Linked DNA regions of Pan troglodytes: all the other regions are linked to region 3. The links are chromatin contacts, called in public HiChIP or PLAC-seq maps. All regions are on one chromosome and are shown on one strand. The core of a region is the stretch at or near the end of the contact, and the rest is flanking DNA. Distances in the headings are between cores, read along the strand shown.

Region 1 (2,700 bases), core at 173-2,672, 870 kb after region 3:
AGAGATAAATGGGGTATGTAGAGGAAGGGGTGATGTATGCTATAGAGAAGTTGAGCAGATGGGGTGGGAGATAGCGTGCAAAATATAGGTGTAGCAGAGGGGCATTCCCTCTCATCCTGCTGTTACGGCGGTCAATCTGAGATGCGGTGGAAGTACGGGCCGCGTGAGTTCCCCCCCCCAACTCCCACCCTCAAACACCACACTGGCCCTCCGCTCCAGCGTACTGGGGAACTGGCATGGAACACAGTGTCTGTGGAAAGGGGGGGAATCTCGTGGGGGGAGACTGTCTCCCGGTCTCACCGACCCCAGAACAATGCCCCATTGTCCCTCCCGCGCACTGGTGACGTCACCAGGGCAACACTTCCTGCAGGCCGGTGGTCTCCTGGGCAACGCTTCCCGCCTTTGAGGGACCAGCCGGCCCGAATAGCCCTTCCCCCAAGGCCAGAACCCGTGGGAAACCGGAACCCAGGCGTCTGGCCCCCAACTGCGGTAACAACCTCCCACGTCGTCCCCTAGGGAAAACTGCGCTGCACTGGGCTGCTGCCGTGAACAACGCCCGAGCCGCCCGCTCGCTTCTCCAGGCCGGAGCCGATAAAGATGCCCAGGACAACAGGGTTAGATGGGACAGAGGGCTTCCCACAAAACAGTCAGGCGCACGAGAGATGGAAAGTGCGGTAACCCGCAAAGCCTGAAGGGATAGGGGCCAGTGGTCGCGCAAGTGAAGGCAGAAAGGCCCAGTCCTGTGGGCGTGGCCTTCCCTGATATCGGCCCTGGCTCTTCTGTACAGGAGCAGACGCCGCTATTCCTGGCGGCGCGGGAAGGAGCGGTGGAAGTAGCCCAGCTACTGCTGGGGCTGGGGGCAGCCCGAGAGCTGCGGGACCAGGCTGGGCTAGCGCCCGCGGACGTCGCTCACCAACGTAACCACTGGGATCTGCTGACGCTGCTGGAAGGGGCTGGGCCACCAGAGGCCCGTCACAAAGCCACGCCGGGCCGCGAGGCTGGGCCCTTCCCGCTCGCACGGACGGTGTCAGTAAGCGTGCCCCCGCATGGGGGCGGGGCTCTGCCGCGCTGCCGGACGCTGTCAGCCGGAGCAGGCCCTCGTGGGGGCGGAGCTTGTCTGCAGGCTCGGACTTGGTCCGTAGACTTGGCTGCGCGGGGGGGCGGGGCCTATTCTCATTGCCGGAGCCTCTCGGGAGTAGGAGCAGGAGGAGGCCCGCCCCCTCGCGGCCGTAGGTTTTCTGCAGGCATGCGCGGGCCTCGGCCCAACCCTGCGATAATGCGAGGAAGATACGGAGTGGCTGCCGGGCGCGGAGGCAGGGTCTCAACGGATGACTGGCCCTGCGATTGGGTGGCCCTGGGAGCTTGCGGTTCTGCCTCCAACATTCCGATCCCGCCTCCTTGCCTTACTCCGTCCCCGGAGCGGGGATCACCTCAACTTGACTGTGGTTCCCCAGCCCTCCAAGAAATGCCCATAAACCAAGGAGGAGAGGGTAAAAAATCGAAGAATACATGGTAGGGAGGAATTCCAAAAATGATTACCCATTAAAAGGCAGGCTGGAAGGCCTTCCTGGTTTTAAGATGGAGCCCCCAAAATGAAGGGTTGTCAGTTTAGTTTCTCTCCTAAAATGAATGTATGCCCACCAGAGCAGGCATCTTCCACGTGGAGAAGCTGCAGCTCTGGAAAGAGGGTTTAAGATGCTAGGATGAGGCAGGCCCAGTCCTCCTCCAGAAAATAAGACAGGCCACAGGAGGGCAGAGTGGAGTGGAAATACCCCTAAGTTGGAACCAAGAATTGCAGGCATATGGGATGTAAGATGTTCTTTCCTATATATGGTTTCCAAAGGGTGCCCCTATGATCCATTGTCCCCACTGCCCACAAATGGCTGACAAATATTTATTGGGCACCTACTATGTGCCAGGCACTGTGTAGGTGCTGAAAAGTGGCCAAGGGCCACCCCCGCTGATGACTCCTTGCATTCCCTCCCCTCACAACAAAGGAACTCCACTGCGGGGATGAAGCGCTTCTTCTAGCCACTGCTATCGCTATTTAAGAACCCTAAATCTGTCACCCATAATAAAGCTGATTTGAAGTGTTACCTTTTTTTGGAGGAATTGGGGAGAAGAATGGGAAAAAAGATGGGAGTGACTGCATAATGTCAGCATTTTGTGCTTTTGGCTCAGCATTTGGATTGGATGGAGGATGTAAGTATAGTTTAAAAGCAAGAATAAGTATATTTAGGGGCCCTATGATAATTTAGGGTATTATCTGAAAGCAAGAATCTAGTAGCCAAGGGAGAAACCGCACACACTAGGTCAGGGGTCCCCAACCCTTGGGCCGCAGACTGGTACTGGTCCATGGCCTCTTAGGAACTGGGCCACACAGCAGGAGGTGAGCAAGCATTACTGCCCAAGCTCCACCTCCTGTCAGATCAGCATAAGCATTAAATTCTCATAGGAACTCGAACCCTATTGTGAACTGTGCATGCAAGGGATCTAAGTTTCTCGCTTCTTACGGGAATCTAATGCCTAATGATCTGGGGTGGAACAGTTTCATCCTGAAACCAGCCCTCCGTCGCCACCGACCATGGAATAATTGTCTTCCACGAAACTCTTCCCTGGTGCCAAAAAGGTAGGAGACCACTGCACTAGATGATGCACACACTTTGTCCCTCATCCTAGGGCTTTTAGTTATGGCCACTT
Region 2 (2,700 bases), core at 175-2,674, 890 kb after region 3:
ACACTCAACCCTCTCCTTTCTCCTCTCCCCAACAAACACATACAAATTTTCGTGCCCTCTCTTTTCTGCCTTTCAAGTTAATTTCTAATTTCCTTCAGCCACCTCTTTCCGGGTCTCCTCTTTTCAACCCCAACCCCATCACTCCAAACCAAACCCCTTTACTAGCACATTCCCCCATTACTCACTTTCAAGCTCAATAATGTCCCTATCTTTACGACCCTTTAACCTTTCAAGTCTGCCTCTCCACAGTGCCCTTATACCAGCCCCCTCCCAGATCTCATCTGAATGTGATCCACATTTCCTGGTTCTCCCCGACTCAATTGATGCGTGCCTCCCTTAACCTTTGTGTCTCACTTGTTTCCACCTGCACAGCTAAGACCCCTCACTTCTCTGGGGTAAGGTGGCTCGGGTCTCACATTGTCCTGCCACTCCCCGCCCCACCTTCTCTTCTCAGCACATCACATGCCTCCGCTCCTGGTTCCTAAGACCTTTCTTTCCACAGATCTCGACCGCTATACTCCCACCCACACATACCAGCAAAGTCTTATGTCTCCTGTCGGGCTTCACCTATGGGAACGTGCCCTCCGATTATCTGTATGACTGTATGATTATTCGCTCCTAGCCTCTCCAGTATATAAGCGAGACCCACCACCTCCCGCCCCCCTCCTCGATTCTCACCAGTACAGGTGGCCACACACACTGACCACAGCTTCCCGAGCAGTCTCCAAACATATATTACATTCGAAGGTCGCGCCCGCCCCGCCCCGCTCGCGATTTGGCCCTTCGGGGCCCCCGTCCTCCTCCTCCGCTGCTGCCATGGCCGGTTTTGTTTCGCCCCACGTACCCTTCAGTCCCCCCAAATACACATACACACGCCCCAACAAACCAGAAACCACCTCCTGCCCACGATCGTTGGGCAGGCTTCAAGGTTTCCTAATCACTATTGGTCTGAATGCCTGCCAGTCACAAAGAATTCAAAAGAAAGGATTGGCCCAAAGGGTAGGGGCGGGAAAAGGTTAGTGCAGTCCTGCCTTCGCACAATGGCTATTGGCTGATACGGTCTAAGTCAATGTGCAATGCCAAGGGATTGGTAATAACTCGCTACACCCTGTCGCCTGGCCAAGGAGGGCTTTATTCGTCTGAGTAGTTGTCAGTCATAACCAAAGCCATAAGCAATTTGCTCGGGACTACCTATAGACCTCGCCCACTATAAGCCCCTTTCTTTCCTTCGCTTCCTCTTTTAGAGAATGTCCGGATTGCTATTGGACTTTGGAGCGTATGGCTCCAAATCAACTCATTGGCTAGAACTTGACGGAAAATGGTGGTTAGGTAAAACGCGCCTGCGCAGCACGCGGCGGGACGGGGGTGGGCCAATCCTGTGAGGGTTGAACCTTCTCTTGTTCCACCTCTTCACCCCTATCTTGTCGCCATGGTGACTGCTCTACAATTGGCGAGGCTTGCACTTCAAAGTCCTAGGCTCGCTTCATCCGGGTCCTTCAGCTGTGGACTTTCTGCTGATTGGGCCTTTTCCTTTTCCCCTGATTGGCCGACATCGGGAAAGACGGCGAAGAGCTAGGAAAAGAGGGAAAACACTAGGGTCGCAGGGTTCAAAATGGCTCCAACCTCCTTTGGTGACGTAGAGAGCAGAACTTGGGTCTGCCCCTCCCTTTTAGTTAAGGGAGCAGAACTGGGATTAGCCCGACGTTTGGATAGTGCGAACATCGATCTGCGGCGCTGGTGTTAACCCAACTCATTCGGCTGGACGACTCAGCCCTCCCCATATTAGGTGATTTACAGAGCAAAACTGAACTAAAGGCCCACCCCTTTCTTAATGTTGTACACAGAGTAGAACAGGATTGACTTCAACTCCGTTTTAAACCTTCAGAGCAGGAAAGCTCTGGGCTCAACCCCTTTGTGAGTGGTGCAAAAGGGGCAAAGCCCGCCCCTTTTAAGGAGACCCGCGGAGGCTAGACCCGCCCTTTCCTCCTTATAATTTGCCTATCAGAAATAGGGTCTTCTTCCCGGGTTGGACCCCGGGGAGTTTGGGCTTTTCCTACAATCACTGACCCTCACTGTGACTAAAGGAGCAGAATTAGGTAACAGTCCTCCCACTACCAATCCTCTTCCCGAGGGCATGTAAACTAATGCAGGGTAAAGGTGTGGCTAGAGGTGGGACCTTGATAAAAGATCCCATGTGACTCAAGAGTAAGGAAAGATGAGAAGTTAGCAGTTGCGTAAAGAAGGACTGGGGCAGATGAGGATTCAGGAAGCTTGAGGTTTAGGAAGGAAGATATTGAGAGGGAAAGGTGGAAATGAAGGAGAGTGAAGTGATGGAATGATCCTAGTAAAGGGATAATGGGAGTGGAGGAAGAGAAGAGGGGATGGAAAACTAGATACATGGCTACCAAATTAAGGAGGCACCCGCATTCCAGAGGAATCGGCATTCTTCCTCACTTTTTATTTTTCTAGAAAGCACCCCTGAAGCCAAATTTCCATTGGAAGAAAAGATGTACCCATATTGTATGTTGTGAGAAGGGGTTGTCTCAGCTTGGGCAAGTAAGGAGACTGATAGGAAGGAAGTAGGAAAGAAAAGGTACAGAGGTAAAAGAGCATGGAAAAGGGTCAGGGATAAGGCCAAAGAGATCTCTTCTCTTTAAAGGCCAGAGAAGGCAGGTGGAGGGGGGAGCTGGACTGCTGGGA
Region 3 (2,777 bases), core at 149-2,648:
GCGCCCCACACCCCTGTGCCGCCGCCCTGCAACATCCCCTTCCCACACGCGGCTCGCGGAAACGTACTTGTTGTGGGGAGTCACGTTTTGCAGCATCTTGACCGCAGGGAACCGGCGCTGCCCTCAGCCGCGGAAAGTCCGGGTGGCCTCGGTTCCCCTCACCGCCCGGTCCAGCATAACCCGCTAAGTTGGGGGGAGGCCGTTCCTCTTGGGCCTCCAGGCGACAAACCCCCTGCCTGGCCGGCACGAAAGCAGTCTCTTTGGGGCCTCTCGGAGAGCTCCGGGCAGCTTGGCGCGCTCTGCAGACGGCGGACAGCAAGAAAATGGCGGCGGCCTCAGCTGAGGCGGGCAACTAAGGAGGGACTGACTTCAAAAGACGGTCCCCGATCTCAGACACCGTCGTCAATATAGCCCGCTGTTGGTCTGCAGGGATTCCCTCTTCTTGTCGGGACCCTACGGGGCCGACGAGGTCCCGTTTCGATCTCGGATGGAGGCGGATGAACACGAAAAGTGGTTTAGGGAGCCGCCGCCTCCATCTTTGAAATCCTCTTGAGGGCGGAGTAGAGGGGGTGGACAGACTCCGAGGACTGGGCGGGGCCCGAAAAAGGGGAGCTCCAGGGGCTTCTATGGGGTCTGTACTGCCCGCTGGGACCAGTCATAGGCCGGGACGAAGGCCATTTCCAAGTGGATGGAGGTGGATTGTAATGGCGGCCCCGGACGACTCGAAGGCTCTGTATCGGTAGGCAGAATCCTCCAGCTCGTTCTAGAGGCTGCTCCACTCCAGCACGAAATGGCGCCGCCGAGCCCCGCGCCAGCCCTTTATATATAGGCGGGGAGGAGGAGCTTCGCCGCTCATGCGCGCCACCCTGCTTGAGATTTTCCCCACCCCCTCCGCGCGCGCGCGCTCGCTCACGCGGGTGAAGAAGCTGAGTCGAAGGGGAAGGAACACCTCTCCGCGGGAGCTTTTTCTATTGGCCAGCCGCAACGATGACGTCATAAACTTCATTTCCAAGGTGTCAGTCACCAGGCAGAAGAGTGCCGCAGAGACCCACAGGGAAGTGGCAACCCGCCACATCTCCAAGCCAATTGGCTGAGCTGTGGTCCGCCGACTCCAGGGAAAGAGGGTGGTTGGAAGAGGTGCGGAAGCCATCGCCCCAGAGCCTCCAGCACTCTGTCCCCGCCTCCCCTTCCAACAAAGTCTTCCCAAGCTTCCATGCACAGCCCAACTGGAGACTGCCAAGCTCGAGCAGGTCGTGCCATTCGTAGCTCCTCCATTGGCCAGAGCAGGGAAACGGGAGGGGTCGCGTGGGCGTAGCCTGCCTGAGCCCGCCAGGGGTGTGGCCGCAAGACGCCCGGCGGGTGGTGGTTCTCGGCGGTAAGGCAGCAGCAGCGAAGAATCTGAAACGAGGAAAAAGACGCCATCTTAGAAGCCGCGGCCTGCTCCTCTATGGCGAACAGCTACGGGCTTCAGAACGGCGATGAGGGGATCTAACGTTCCCATGCCCCACAGTCTAAAACACAGTCTTGCCAGAGTCTTATAATACTCCACTCCCTCCCTCAAGCCAAACGATGGAAAGACGAGCAAAACATTATTTACTACTGTTTAGTCCCAAAGACCACAAAAGCTAAAATACGTCTCCCAAATTTGCACGTCCAAGCACCTTTCTAATCCCTCCCCACTCACACCTACAGTTACCAATACATTTCTGCTCGTTCGAAAAAACCTCAGCAACCCTAAAGTGGGATTAAAATCCCCAAACGCATCCATCTACCCTATACAATGCAACACACCTCACCTCTTCCTCAAAACTCCATTCCGGCGTCCGGCTCAGAGCAGAAAAAGCAAGTCCTGGGAGGGATGACTTAAGGGAAAAACCCTCCCCCTCCAGGCGAGCTCGGACCTTTCCCCCCACACGCCACATTACCCCCAAGGGCAGACCCGTATCCGCCTCTTAGGGGCCCTCCGCCACGGGGGCGAAAGAACCCCCCCGCCCCCCCACCAGGGTCCGGAGTCCTCCCCACGGAGCGGCTGGTCCATCGGTCAGCGCCAGGGAGGAGGGCGAGCGGAGGAGGCGGCGGCTGCGGCTCAGACTAGCCCTCCCCCTCCTCCCCTCCTCCCCTCCCCCCGGCCGTCCGCCTCCGAGGAGGGGCAGGAGCCATTTTGGGAGCTCAGTTTCGCCCCCTCCCCCCAACTTACTCTTAAGTCTTCCTCCTAACTTGGTTATCTAAATAAGGGTGCAGACTCTGTGAATCAACCAGAGCCCAGAGATCAGGATCTCCAGAGCATCTCTGGGGCCGTCCCCGCCCCCTTACAAGAGAGTGAAAGGATTTCCCCCACCCGAGAAAACCTGGGCTTTGGTGGGGCGTCCCCTCCCCCGTTTCCCCTTTCTTCGCTACCAGGGAGAAAACAAACTTGTGTACGTATCTGGGAAAAATAATCAACGTAGGTAAACAAATAAATATACGGTAAGATTCCCCCTCGCCCGGGAAGGGCTCGTAAGGGCCTAGGTCCTTGAGCTGCAACCACGCCACCCTCCCTCCTCTGCAGTAGCCTCGGTTACTGCGTCTAAAATGGCCGCCAATCTCCTGTCTTCTGACCCCCGGAGTAGGGCAAACCCCGGGAGGGCGGGGGAAAATGAGCGTCAGGAGAGCAGAGTCCCCTTCCCCCAGCCAGGGATCAGGCCCTGGCCCCCAAAAGTACAAGCGGCCCCGTTTGGGTGGCTGCAGCAGGGAGGGCAATGACACAGCAACTTTGCAGAGGCCTTTTCCCCTCCCCC

What was found. HiChIP or PLAC-seq counts read pairs in DNA pulled down with a chosen protein or histone mark.
Region 1: a contact with region 3 is called in an H3K4me3 HiChIP or PLAC-seq map of stem cell-derived excitatory neurons, with 5 times the contacts expected there. The contact joins the promoter of GPSM3 here to the promoter of BRD2 in region 3. A contact is called at or near these places in 1 of 7 Hi-C or Micro-C datasets (stem cell-derived neural progenitor cells) and 1 of 1 datasets of contacts at active chromatin or transcription factors (stem cell-derived excitatory neurons).
Region 2: a contact with region 3 is called in an H3K4me3 HiChIP or PLAC-seq map of stem cell-derived excitatory neurons, with 7 times the contacts expected there. The contact joins the promoter of AGPAT1 here to the promoter of BRD2 in region 3. A contact is called at or near these places in 1 of 7 Hi-C or Micro-C datasets (stem cell-derived neural progenitor cells) and 1 of 1 datasets of contacts at active chromatin or transcription factors (stem cell-derived excitatory neurons).

What each region holds. Positions count from the first base shown.
Region 1 is chr5:37,980,445-37,983,144 of NHGRI_mPanTro3-v2.0_pri, reverse strand. GPSM3 (G protein signaling modulator 3) reads left to right here and starts at 1,422. Exons shown (of 4, transcript XM_518379.8): 1 at 1,422-2,700. It overlaps NOTCH4 (notch receptor 4), which reads left to right. Exons shown (of 23, transcript XM_054686784.2): 21 at 1-13; 22 at 517-614; 23 at 788-2,096. The coding sequence ends at 1,516.
Region 2 is chr5:37,962,842-37,965,541 of NHGRI_mPanTro3-v2.0_pri, reverse strand. AGPAT1 (1-acylglycerol-3-phosphate O-acyltransferase 1) reads left to right here and starts at 1,424. Exons shown (of 7, transcript XM_063812362.1): 1 at 1,424-1,786. RNF5 (ring finger protein 5) reads right to left here and starts at 1,367. Exons shown (of 6, transcript XM_001164301.5): 1 at 679-1,367. The coding sequence starts at 818.
Region 3 is chr5:38,851,198-38,853,974 of NHGRI_mPanTro3-v2.0_pri, reverse strand. BRD2 (bromodomain containing 2) reads right to left here and starts at 1,398. Exons shown (of 13, transcript XM_063812858.1): 1 at 68-1,398. LOC129144363 reads right to left here. Exons shown (of 3, transcript XM_063813264.1): 3 at 749-1,398. The coding sequence ends at 764.